Regions from separate parts of the Sus scrofa genome. Here region 1 is linked to region 2. A link is a contact called in public Hi-C data. All regions are on one chromosome and are shown on one strand. Each heading gives the region's core, a stretch centred on a gene start, on an enhancer-like site or on the middle of the called end of the contact. The rest is flanking DNA. Distances are from core to core; before and after follow the strand shown.

Region 1 (5,410 bases), core at 724-3,223, 910 kb after region 2:
CTCAGCCATAAAAAGGAATGGAACAGTGCCATTTGCAGCAACATGGAAGGACCTAGAGATCATCATACTAAGTGAAAGTAAGCCGGAAAGAGAAAGACAAATACCATATGATAGCACTTATATGTGCAATCTAAGAAAAGGATACAAATGAAGTTATTTACAAAACATAAATAGACTCACAGACATAGAAAACAAACTTATGGTTACTGAAGGGGAGAGAGGGCCTGGAAGGATAAATTAGGAATTTGTGATTAACATGTACATACTACTACATGTAAAATAGATAACCAACAAAAACCTACAGTACAGCACAGGGCATTGTACTCAACATCTTATAATAATTTATAATGGAAAAGAATCTTAAAAAGTGTATATATACACACACACACACATATATATATATAACTTTGCTGTATACCTGACACTAAAAAGTGTGTGTGTATATATATATATATATACACACACACACACATATATATAAACACCTTGCTGTATACCCAACACAAACATAATTTTGTAAATTGACTACATTTCAACAAAAATGTTTTAGAAGACCTGGCATTTACCAAAATCTCACGTGGCCTCAGTCACTTTTTATACACTATTTTTCATCTTCCCAACCACTCTCTTAGGAAAATATTATTATTATCCCCATTTTAAAGATGAGAACTGAGACTCTAAGAGAGCGAGTCACCAGCTAAATAAGTGGGTTGACCTAGAATTGAAACCCAGACCCAACCAACTTCAAGCTCGGGCATACCTCTCAGGCAAGGATGGCTTGGGCAAAGGGCCCCGGGAAGTGCTTACTACAAAACAAGGTGATGCCTGAACAAGGAGAAACCACACAGATCCTGGGTCGACTTCTCAGCAGCCTCCACCCCAGGCCTCCCAGCCTGGCTCATGGAGCCTCCTGGAGTTGGAGGAGGGAGAGAAAGGGAACAAACAAACCAAGTTTCCCTTTCCAGTTAAACAGAAATGGAAGCTCTCGCACTGCTCCCTGACAGCAAAACTACAAAAGGATATTGCAGGAGGCAAGGCGAGGCACCTGTGGTACATAAATATTTAACTTTTGTTGCAGGGAAGTGCAGGATGAGGCAACACTTGGCTGCTTCTCAGCCAGCGGAGCGGGGCTGCCATATACCCCTTGGAGCCTTGATTTTGTCGTGATTGCTCTTTCTCTAACTATTAAGAGAGGAAGGGGGCTGGGGTGTAAACAAAATTAACAGTAATTTATGATCTGAAAAGGGACAGCGGGAGTTTGAAATCTGTCTGCATTAGGACACCTTCCCTGCCCTCCACTGGAACCCCAAGCCACGAGATCCTGTAGGAAAAGGATGTTTATACAGCGGTCCTGGCAGGAGAGCTGCTTTTCCTTGTGCCCAGAGGGCAAGGTTCAGCCAACTTTCCAGAGGGGCCTGGCCTGCGCTAAGTATGCTGCTGGGACCCTGTCCCCTGCGTGGGCGGATCCTGAGCTTTTTAGATCTTTGTTTTATTTTACTTCTTTCTTGTTCAGTGATCCCTCCCTGTTTTCTGCAGGGACCTCCCGGGCTGCCCCTCCTCCACCTCAACCACTGGCCCACCAGGAAAACTGCCAGGAGGGACACCCAGCAGCTCCTGGGCGGGAATTTTTCCCGTGCATCTGCCTTTGCTAACTCCTGACTCTTGGAGACAAAGGTTTACCCCGCCTCTCTAAGGCATGTTTTGTGCCACGCAGTTTCACTTCGCAAGACCTACTTTTCAAGGCGAGGACTGGCAAGGCCACACTATGCAGCAACTTCAGCTGGAGTCAAAAAGAAAGCCAATGGAGCCCCAGGATTTTGTTTCTTTCTTTCCTCTGTCCCGTCTTTTCGGGTGGGCATTGGGATGGGCCTGGCCCGGCTTGGAACCCTGTCTCTGGCAGCCGGTTCATAGTCCACTCAACATTGAGGATGTGATCACGCCTTCAGATGAATCTTGGAGCTGAAGGAAGAGACAAAAAGAAAATTTCATAACCCACCCAGAATCTCTTCGCTGAAGTGCCACACGCTCTTACGCCTTCACCAGCTAGTCTCTCAGATCACTAGCGACCCCAAGTGGCCAACTTTGGATGATGGTCATTTTTTTTTTCTGCAGAAAGTTTTTTACTCCTAAATCCTGATAGAATTTAAAAACTGCAGAGCTGAAAGATCCATTAATGTCACCTGACCCAATCCCCCTTTTTACAGGAAGGAGGGGTCCAGAGAGGTAATGAGGGATTCCTAAAATCACACAGCATGTTAGGATCAAGTTGGGAAGCAAGGAAAGTTTGCAAGAGACTCTGTGGGACCAGATTTTAGTTCCTTAACAGAAGGGACAAAAGGTTTTTTTCTCCCAGGCTACAAAAGAAACACTGCTATTATGAAAGATCACCACGGTGAAGCTGCATGTTTTTTTTTGTTTGTTTTGTTTTCTTTTTTTCTTTTTAGGGCCACACCCATGGCACATCCAAGTTCCTGGGCTAGGGGTCTCATCGGAGCTGCGGCTGATCCAACAGCAACACCAGATCCAAGCCACGTCTGCGACCTACACCACAGCTCACAAAGCCGCCTGTCCCAACAGACCCGAAGTTCCACTGGCTACACAATCAATGCACACATTTCTTTTCCTCGTCTATGCCTAAATTGATCATGACAATTAATCAATTAATCATGACAAGTGTGGGGCCAGCCTGGGAGAGAAAGAGAAAGTCAGAATTTGGCAAATGTGGTTTAGATGCTAATTCCCAAAGCCTGAGCCTGGCCTCGAGTCAAGAAGTTGGCATTTGGTTCCCATCCTCATAACAGCCCTGCTGAGTGGACACTATCCCTCCCACCTTAGAAATGAGAAAATGGGAGTTCTAGTCATGGCTCAGAGGAAACAAATCCGACTAGGAACCATGAGGTGGCGGGTTCGATCCCTGGCCTCGCTCAGTGGGTTAAGGATACGGCATTGTGGTGAGCTGTGATGTAGGTGGCAGTCGCGGCTCAGATCCTGTGTTGTTGTGGCTGTGGCTTTGCTGTGGCTATGCCGTAGGCTGGCAGGTGTAGCTTCGATTGGACCCCTAGCCTGGAAACATCCATATGTTGCATGTGCGGACCTAAAAAGAAAAAAAAAAAAGAAAGAAAGAAAGAAAGAAAGAAATGAGAAAATGGAGGCTCAGAAAACTTAACTTGCCTCAAATCACTCAGCTACTAAAGTGCAAAGCCAGCTCTCTGTGAATGCCTTGATTTACCTATCCATCAAATGGGATAGTAAAAACCTACCTATAAACCCAGAAAATGTCAATGTAGAAAGGGGCCTCAGAGGAGCCCCCTTCCAAATCAAATAGACCCCTCGTGCATAAAACAGACAAAAAGTGTTTGTTTGTGATAATGTCCATCAAAGACAATATGGGTCCTGTTTAAATGAACACCAGGAGAGCCCACTGACCTTAAAATCTGGAACCTCTAAGGCTTTGGTCCACTCTTCCCCACAGTGTCACCTCTCCCTTGAGTGTCTCAAGTATTCTCCTCCTGTACAGTGGGCTGGCCCCTGGCCTGACACCCCCTCCCCTCAGCAGCTCTGTCCCAGGAATGCACAGAATTCCCTTTACTGTCGGCTCTGAGCTCCATGGACACAGTCTGGAATTTTCCCAATGCCATGCTTACACTTACTGCAGGAGACTAGAAGGTCAGTGAACACAAAGAGTGTGAGGGAAACCTAAAATCCATCTGGTTTACAAAGCCTGAAATTCTCATCCAGATTTTTCAAGAAGTGGTTCTCTCCAGAGTTAGCAAATCCTGTTCTGTTCCCAGAAGAGTCTTACGATAAAACCCTCCGTGTAAATTGTCACAGTCCTTCTGCAAAAACAGTGTGGCCACATGCTTCAAGGTCTGTGAAAGAGTCCTACCCTTTAGCTCAGTAAGTCCACGTCTGGCAATGCACCCGAATGGAATCACCAAAATTGCAGCTGGTAATTTACACGCAAAGACTACCATCACTCATTTGCTATGATTACTTAAAAAAAAAAAACAAAAAGACAGAGGCAAGTTATACAACAATAGGGCTTACGACATAACCAGAAGATGGAAGCATACATAACCATCAAAAAGACATTTTCAAAGTATTTTTAATGACACTAAATGGAAAAAAAGCATTTCAAATGGTGTTAAGTGAAGGAAGCAGGGTGCAAAAGGGGTACACCTGATGCGATCAAATATTTTAAACCAAAATAAGTGAAGTACAAGTGTAGAGGGGAAAAAAAGAGAGAAGAAACTTGCTAACATGTTCACAGTCGTTAGGACCAAGTGGCAGGATTAACATTGATGTCTTTCCTCCTTGTCTTTTTGTTTTAGTTTTACTGTGAGGCTGCAGGAATTTACAATCTGAAAATAAAACAGTCTTTTTTAAAGAGGTTGACCCTGTAGCCCCAAAGCTGCTGCATTTCCTCAGGCCACATCTTCCTTCCCCTGCTCTGCCTTCACCTTGCTCAGCTCGATGCATGGTCCTCCACCGGCCTCACTCCTGCCTGGACCTTCCTCCTGGACTTTCTGCTAGTCCACCTGAGAGACCCAGGCAATGAGGGGACCCTTCCAAGGGCCCCTCGGAATCACATTTATCAAAATGAAGTTTCCCCATCTCAACTCCCTACCACGCCGTAGAGCAACCCGGCCAGACCTACATACCGAGCATCTTAGAAGGTTCTTTTCTTTTCTCTTGGTTGAAAGGCTAGGGTCTTTGTAAATTTGGAATCCATTTGCCTAATATTTATGGAGTGTCCAGGCCCTGTTCTAGCAGGATACAAGAACAGGTCCCCACCCTCAGGGCGTCGGCATTGGGGGCAGAGGGGCTGCCGCAAATAATAAATAATCATACAAATAAAAAGAGTATCAGCTATGATCACACCACGCTCAGGGGGACTAGGGCTGCCTGAGATGGTCACTCTTCAGATCTCGATGGCACAGACGCAAGGGAATATCCAGATGCACACTGATGCCGAGACGTTGGGAGAAGCCGTTTCTCCAGGATTCTTGCACTGATGGTGAATGTTAGAGGCAAGAACTCTGTCGAAGGAAACTGTGGGAGACTGGGCAAGGTGGATGTGTGTGCACTGGGTGGTGCCGGCTGACCTGAGCTTCCTGATAAGGACCCCTCCCTCCCCCACAAGTGACAAGTGACGCGGGTTAGGAGAAAGGCACCGGAAGAGGATTGGGAAGGGATTTTTGAGACTTAAATCGCCCTGCTTAGAAAGCAGATTCCTGTCAATGGGCTGTAGGTTGCCTGTTGCTTATTTCTGGTGGGAACTAGTGATTTTACCCAAAGAACGACAAAAGCCTTAAAATCACTAGTAGTCATCATGGTTTGATCTTGGAGTTCCTGTTGTGGCTTGGCGGAAACAAATCTGACTAGCATCCATGAGGACACAGGTTCGATC
Region 2 (5,359 bases), core at 2,279-4,778:
GTGTGTGTGTGTGTGTGTGTGTGAGTATTTGTATGAGACAGTGTGTGTGACCCCAGAGGACCGTCATTTTTTGGAAAGAAGGACCATAGTCCATGGCTGACCACTGGTTCTCTGGGTTAGGTAACCTCATACAGTGAGAAAGCCAAGTCCGGCCTTAGGAGTTAACAGATAAAACGGATTTGGTGAGAAGGCTAGAGGGATACAGACCCAGAGAAGAACCACAGACAGCCACTATTACCGAGAGCTGAGCGGGATAACTGGTCAACCATGCCTAATGAGTCCCACCAGGAGTGATCATCTGTGCTCTCCTGGGTTATCGGGAAATCATTTGCAGGCTCTAATGCACACTTTAAGTGATTAGGGTAGACCAGCGAATGCAGTCACCACCGGGAAACTCAGCCCTATTTGAAAACCGACCACAAGATGGCAGTGTGGGTCAATAGGACTATTCGTCTTGTCTTCCGCGAGTGGAATAATGTTTATCTTCCTCTCATTTTTCTTTATTCTTTGCTAATACACTGCAGCCTGATCTCCTGCATTATTTGCCTATTAAAAATACTGGCATTTAGAAATTATATTCCTAATTTTCACTAGTCGCACTTACTCTCTATATAATCCTCAGTAGACTGGAAAATCTTCATCTGAATCTCAGTCTGATAGAGAAAGTTGGATCTAATCTCTAATTTCCTAAAATACCCTCATAAGCCTGTGTGTAGTCACTGCTGGCATTTATTGGTCCTTGGGGAGCTGCGAGATTGGGAAAGACAGGAGGGAAATAAGAGTGAAAGGAGAGAAAAGAGCTCTAAGTTTGATCAGAAGAGCGGAGGATACAAGCTTCGGCCATGATCGATCTGGCAAGGGAATGAAGCCGCGAGGAAATCCACAAAGTGCAGCATTGCTTCCAAGGAGGAGAAAGCCATTATCCTGGACTGTGTATTAGTTGGGACTGGCATGTGAAAATCTGCCTTTTAAAAATCATTATTTTTATGCAGAAAGAACAAACGGCTTAAATTAGGCACCAGGAAGAGGAGTTAAAAATACATCCTTTGGCCAAGGAGAATCATAATGCAATTTTGTATTTATATGACACTTAACCAGTTTACAAAGTGCTTTTTTTGTTTTTTTTTTTAGGGCCTCACCCATGGCATATGAAGGTTCCCAGGCTAGGGGTTGAATCAGAGCTGTAGCTTCCAGCTTATGCCACAGCCACAGCAACGCAGGATCTGAGCTGCGTCTGCGACCTACACCACAGTTCACGGCAACGCCGGATCCTTAACCCACTGAGTGAGGCCAGGGATCTGAAACCTCATGGTTCCTAGTCGGATTCGTTTTCACTGCGCCACGACGGGAACTCCCAGTTTACAAAGTGCGTAAAAAAATTTTTTTTTATATATAGTGTATTGTTTGTTGACAATGCTTGTGTCAATTTCTGCTGTACAGCAAAGTGACCCAGTCATACACACACACACACAGACACACATATACCACACACACACACACACACACACACACACACTGCATTTCTTATATTATCTTCCATCACGATATGTCTCAAGAGAGTGGGTATAGTTTCTTGTGCTGTACAGTAGGACCTCATTGCTTATCCATTATAAATATAATAGTTTGCATCTCCTAACCCCAAACTCCCATAAAATGCTTTCTATCTCCATTATCTTGTTTGACTCTCAAAACTACCCAAGGGGTGGGCAGTGCAACCAACCCCACTTCGCACATCAGGATGCGGAGACTCAGAGAAGTTCAAAGCCTTGCTTGAGGATGCACAGCCACCGACTGGGTGAGCTGGCATGAAAATCTAGGTTTTCACTTTCTAAATGTGTGAAATGGGGCTAATGACACCTACTGTTGCAAAGACGTGTTCAGTGTAACCACGTAATAAAGGTCTAGACACAGAGTCAGTGTGTGTGTGAGCCAGTTTTGTTATTTAGAAAGAATAAGTTAAAATGCCCATTTCCAACGATATATGTGTTAAAGATCTTTGGTTGCAACAACAGAAACTGATTAACTTGTTAACTGTCTGCTAAATTACCTCCCAAATTCCCTCCTCCCTGCCCCTGCTTTGTGCAAAAAAAGATATTATTGGAAGAACACAGAAGAGCTGTAGAATCAGAGGGAAAGCAGATGAGCCAGGCTTTGAAGAGTATAGGATGCAGGAGAAATTAGGATTGACCTGCTTTGGGCCACATATATACCCTATAGCTAGGGGACGCAAATGTCCTTGACAGGCAGACGCTGCAGTGGAAAAGGAATTATTTGTAGAGAAAAATGGGAGGCTGTTGCAGAAGGAGAAGAAATAAGTGTCTGGCAGGAAAAAAAAAAAAAATTAGATGCCACTACACAGGATATTTCTCGAATGAAGATCTTAAAAATCACTTAATGTAAGCTAAAGATAATGACCCGTATTTACTGAACACTTATGTGCCAGGTACTATTACATTTATTAACTCATTTCATTCTCTGGTAACCCTATGAAGCGAATAGTATTTTTGGTTCCATTTTACGGGGAAGGAAACTAAAGCACATTTGACCAGAGTGGCGGAGATGAGTTTAACACTCAGGTAGAGCTCATCCCGACGGAAAATAATTGTCTTTCTTTCCTTCTTTTTGGTCTTTTTAGGGCCCCACCCGAACCATAGAGAGGTTCCCAGGCTAGGGGTCGAATCAGCTGCAGCTGCCGGCCTACACCACAGTCACGGCCACTTAGGATCTGCATCTGTGACCTATGTGGCAGCTTCTGCAACGCTAGATCCTTAACCCACTGAGTGAGGCCAGGGATTGAACACACATCCTCATGGATACTAGTTAGGTTCTTAACCTGCTGAGCCACAACAGGAACTCCAGAAAATGATACTCTTTAGAAGATTGCAAAAATCAGAAGAGTTGGGAGCTCCTGGCGCAGCGGAAACAAATTCGACTAGAAACCATGAGGTTGCAGGTTTGATCCCTGGCCCTGCTCAGTGGGTTAAGGATCTGGCATTGCCATGAGCTGTGGTGTAGGTTGCAGATGTGACTCAGATTCTGCGTTGCTGTGGCTGTGGCATGAGCCGGAAGCTATAGCTCTGATTCAACCCCTAGCCTGGGAACCTCCATATGCCCTGGGTGCAGCCCTAAAAGAAAATAATAATAATAATAATAATAAAATAGTCAGTGCCTAGTAATGTATTTCATTATCATTAGGTGACTTGGCCTGTCTGCAGGCAAGTGGGCTTTAAAAACTGATATTGCACAGGGGCCATTATTATTTCAGTTGGACTCTGTTGGGGTAAAAGTCCAGGAAAATTGATTTGATTAGTGCTGCACTGAAGTCTCCCAAGGAGCGAGCCAGGCGCTGTGCTTGTTCTATGCACTTACGAACTCTGTGTGTCTGGAGTGCTAGCTTCTCATCTTTTTTTCTCAGACTTGAGAAAAAATTCCTTGGGGCTGGGCAAATTCTTTGGGGCTGAGAGCAGAGCACGAGGTCTTTGTTTGATGGCCACACAACAGCCCGTGGAGAAGCCCTTGACTCATCCTTTAGGGCTCAATCCCCTCCCCTTCCTGCCTCCCTCTCCACTGCTGGTCCTCGCAGCTCTGCCTCTGAAACTACCCTGAAGAAGTGGGCTGCAGGACCCGGAGCTGGAAGGGTCTCCAGGAGCGGCTTAGCCCAGCCTTTGAGCTGCTTATCCACGGAGGTGGGGGCAGATAATCGAACAGTTACCAAAAAGGTGGAGGGATGGACTGTGTCCAGGAGGAGCAGCTGCCTGCCAGCTTCAGAGCCTCTGAGCCTCCGTTTAGGTGGGACAACCGAGGACTCCACAATTCTCTGAAGATCCCAGTACACAGCCCCTCAGAACAAGAAGAGAAAAATAAGCCCTGCAGCACCATTCCACCCCGCTCCCGCAAGCCCGAGCCCCGCTCCTGTCCCCCTGAAGAAGCAAGGCCACGCAAGAGCCAGGGGTTACTTATTTTCGGGAAGCAGAAATGAGGACCCGTGTTCAGGGAAACGGATTTCCAAGAAGCATGTGGCTTCTTGACTGCTGACCCGCTTCCGGATTCCATCCTGGCAGCCGTGGTTTCGAGAACATCATCGGGGCAGCTTCCCCGCCGTGCAGCCCATGTTGGAACTTCTGTCTTTAAGAGGCACAAAGAGCTGCATCGCATAATGTAACCTGATGTTCTGACAACCCCACTTCTACTCAGGCTGAATGTAAAGGTCACCGTTGTGGGGAAAGGGTGGCAAGAGAATGAAAGTGCCTGAAACACAAATTTCACAGGCACTTCCTCCTTTGGAGCGTCTTGCGCTATGACATAGAGGCAAGACTGCCTGTGAGTTTAACAACATATACAGGCTTAGGAGCCATTTCTTGGGAACAAGGTCACTTTCAGCAAAGTTGTGAACGAGGCAGACAAGTGTGAAGTGGTCCAAGAGTGTCTTAGATGCTCTCTGTAAGATCAATAATTCCTTCCCCCCAGCTTATACAGCACCCACTACGTGTCAGGAATTGGGCCAGGAATCAAATGGGGCCTGAGGCCAACCCAATCCCCACCGTCACAGAGCTCCCAGTTTGTCAGGGAAGGGAGTCAGAGACACGGAATTACAGTGCAGGGAGATGAGGGTCAGATAGAGGACAGGCACTGGGGAAGCACATGGCAGGAGGATCTGTAAGGGTCTAAAGTCATGAATAGCATCGTCCCCCAGGGAGGTCATGCTTGAGTGGAGGAAAGCATGTGATTGGCGGGAGAGAAGCAGTTCAGGAGAAAGGAAGGAGTAACACGGAGAGAGGGAAGAGTACATCCAGATACAGAGGAGGAGAAATAACACGTGGTAACTGGCGCCCAAGATAATCCTGAACAGGAGCAGAAAATTATGGTCCTCAGGCCAAATCCGGCCTCTGCCCAGTTTTATAAATAAAGTTTTATTGGGGAGTTCCTGTCGTGGTGCAGTGGTTAACAAATCTGACTAGGAACCATGAAGTTTCGGGTTTGATCCCTGGCCTCGCTCAGTGGGTCAAGGATCTGGCGTTGGCTGTGAGCTGTGATGTAGGTTGCAGATGAGGCTTGGATCTGGCATTGCTGTGGCTGTGGTGTAGGCCAGCAGCTACAGCTCTGATTCAACCCCTAGCCTGGGAACCTCCACATGCCACGATTGTGGGTGTGGCCCTAACCACACCCCCTCCAAAAAAAAGAAAAAGAAAAAGTTAGTATTTGTCTCTCCAGTGATGATGGCCTTTTTGGGGACATGCTCAAAGTAAAACCTGGACTAAGCCAGGATTTTCATCCCGATATATCTTTCTCGAACCCCATGTTCTCTTGTCTACCCCTGTATTTCTCAAGTTGGGAACTGTACCACAGTGTTAGCGGAGGT

The links. Hi-C and Micro-C count contacts between places; a contact is called where the count stands out from the background.
Region 1: a contact with region 2 is called in a Hi-C map of retroperitoneal adipose tissue, with 3 times the contacts expected there. The contact joins two enhancer-like sites. A contact is called at or near these places in 22 of 47 Hi-C or Micro-C datasets (adipose tissue, alveolar macrophages, brain and 13 more) and 2 of 2 datasets of contacts at active chromatin or transcription factors (alveolar macrophages and skeletal muscle).

What each region holds. Positions count from the first base shown.
Region 1 is chr8:12,396,883-12,402,292 of Sscrofa11.1, forward strand. It overlaps LOC100739688 (a long non-coding RNA gene), which reads right to left. Exons shown (of 8, transcript XR_304761.3): 6 at 1,735-1,959. Among named protein-coding and RNA genes, the nearest start is that of QDPR, 150 kb to the right of the region's middle. Within about 2 kb of position 1,974, at least 37 of the 83 cell types and tissues checked have an H3K27ac peak or open chromatin away from gene starts, as enhancers often do. A contact at or near this core is called in retroperitoneal adipose tissue, where this site is marked.
Region 2 is chr8:11,482,878-11,488,236 of Sscrofa11.1, forward strand. All of the region lies in intron 2 of LOC106504591 (a long non-coding RNA gene), which reads left to right. Among named protein-coding and RNA genes, the nearest start is that of TAPT1, 70 kb to the left of the region's middle. Within about 2 kb of position 3,529, at least 9 of the 83 cell types and tissues checked have an H3K27ac peak or open chromatin away from gene starts, as enhancers often do. A contact at or near this core is called in retroperitoneal adipose tissue, where this site is marked.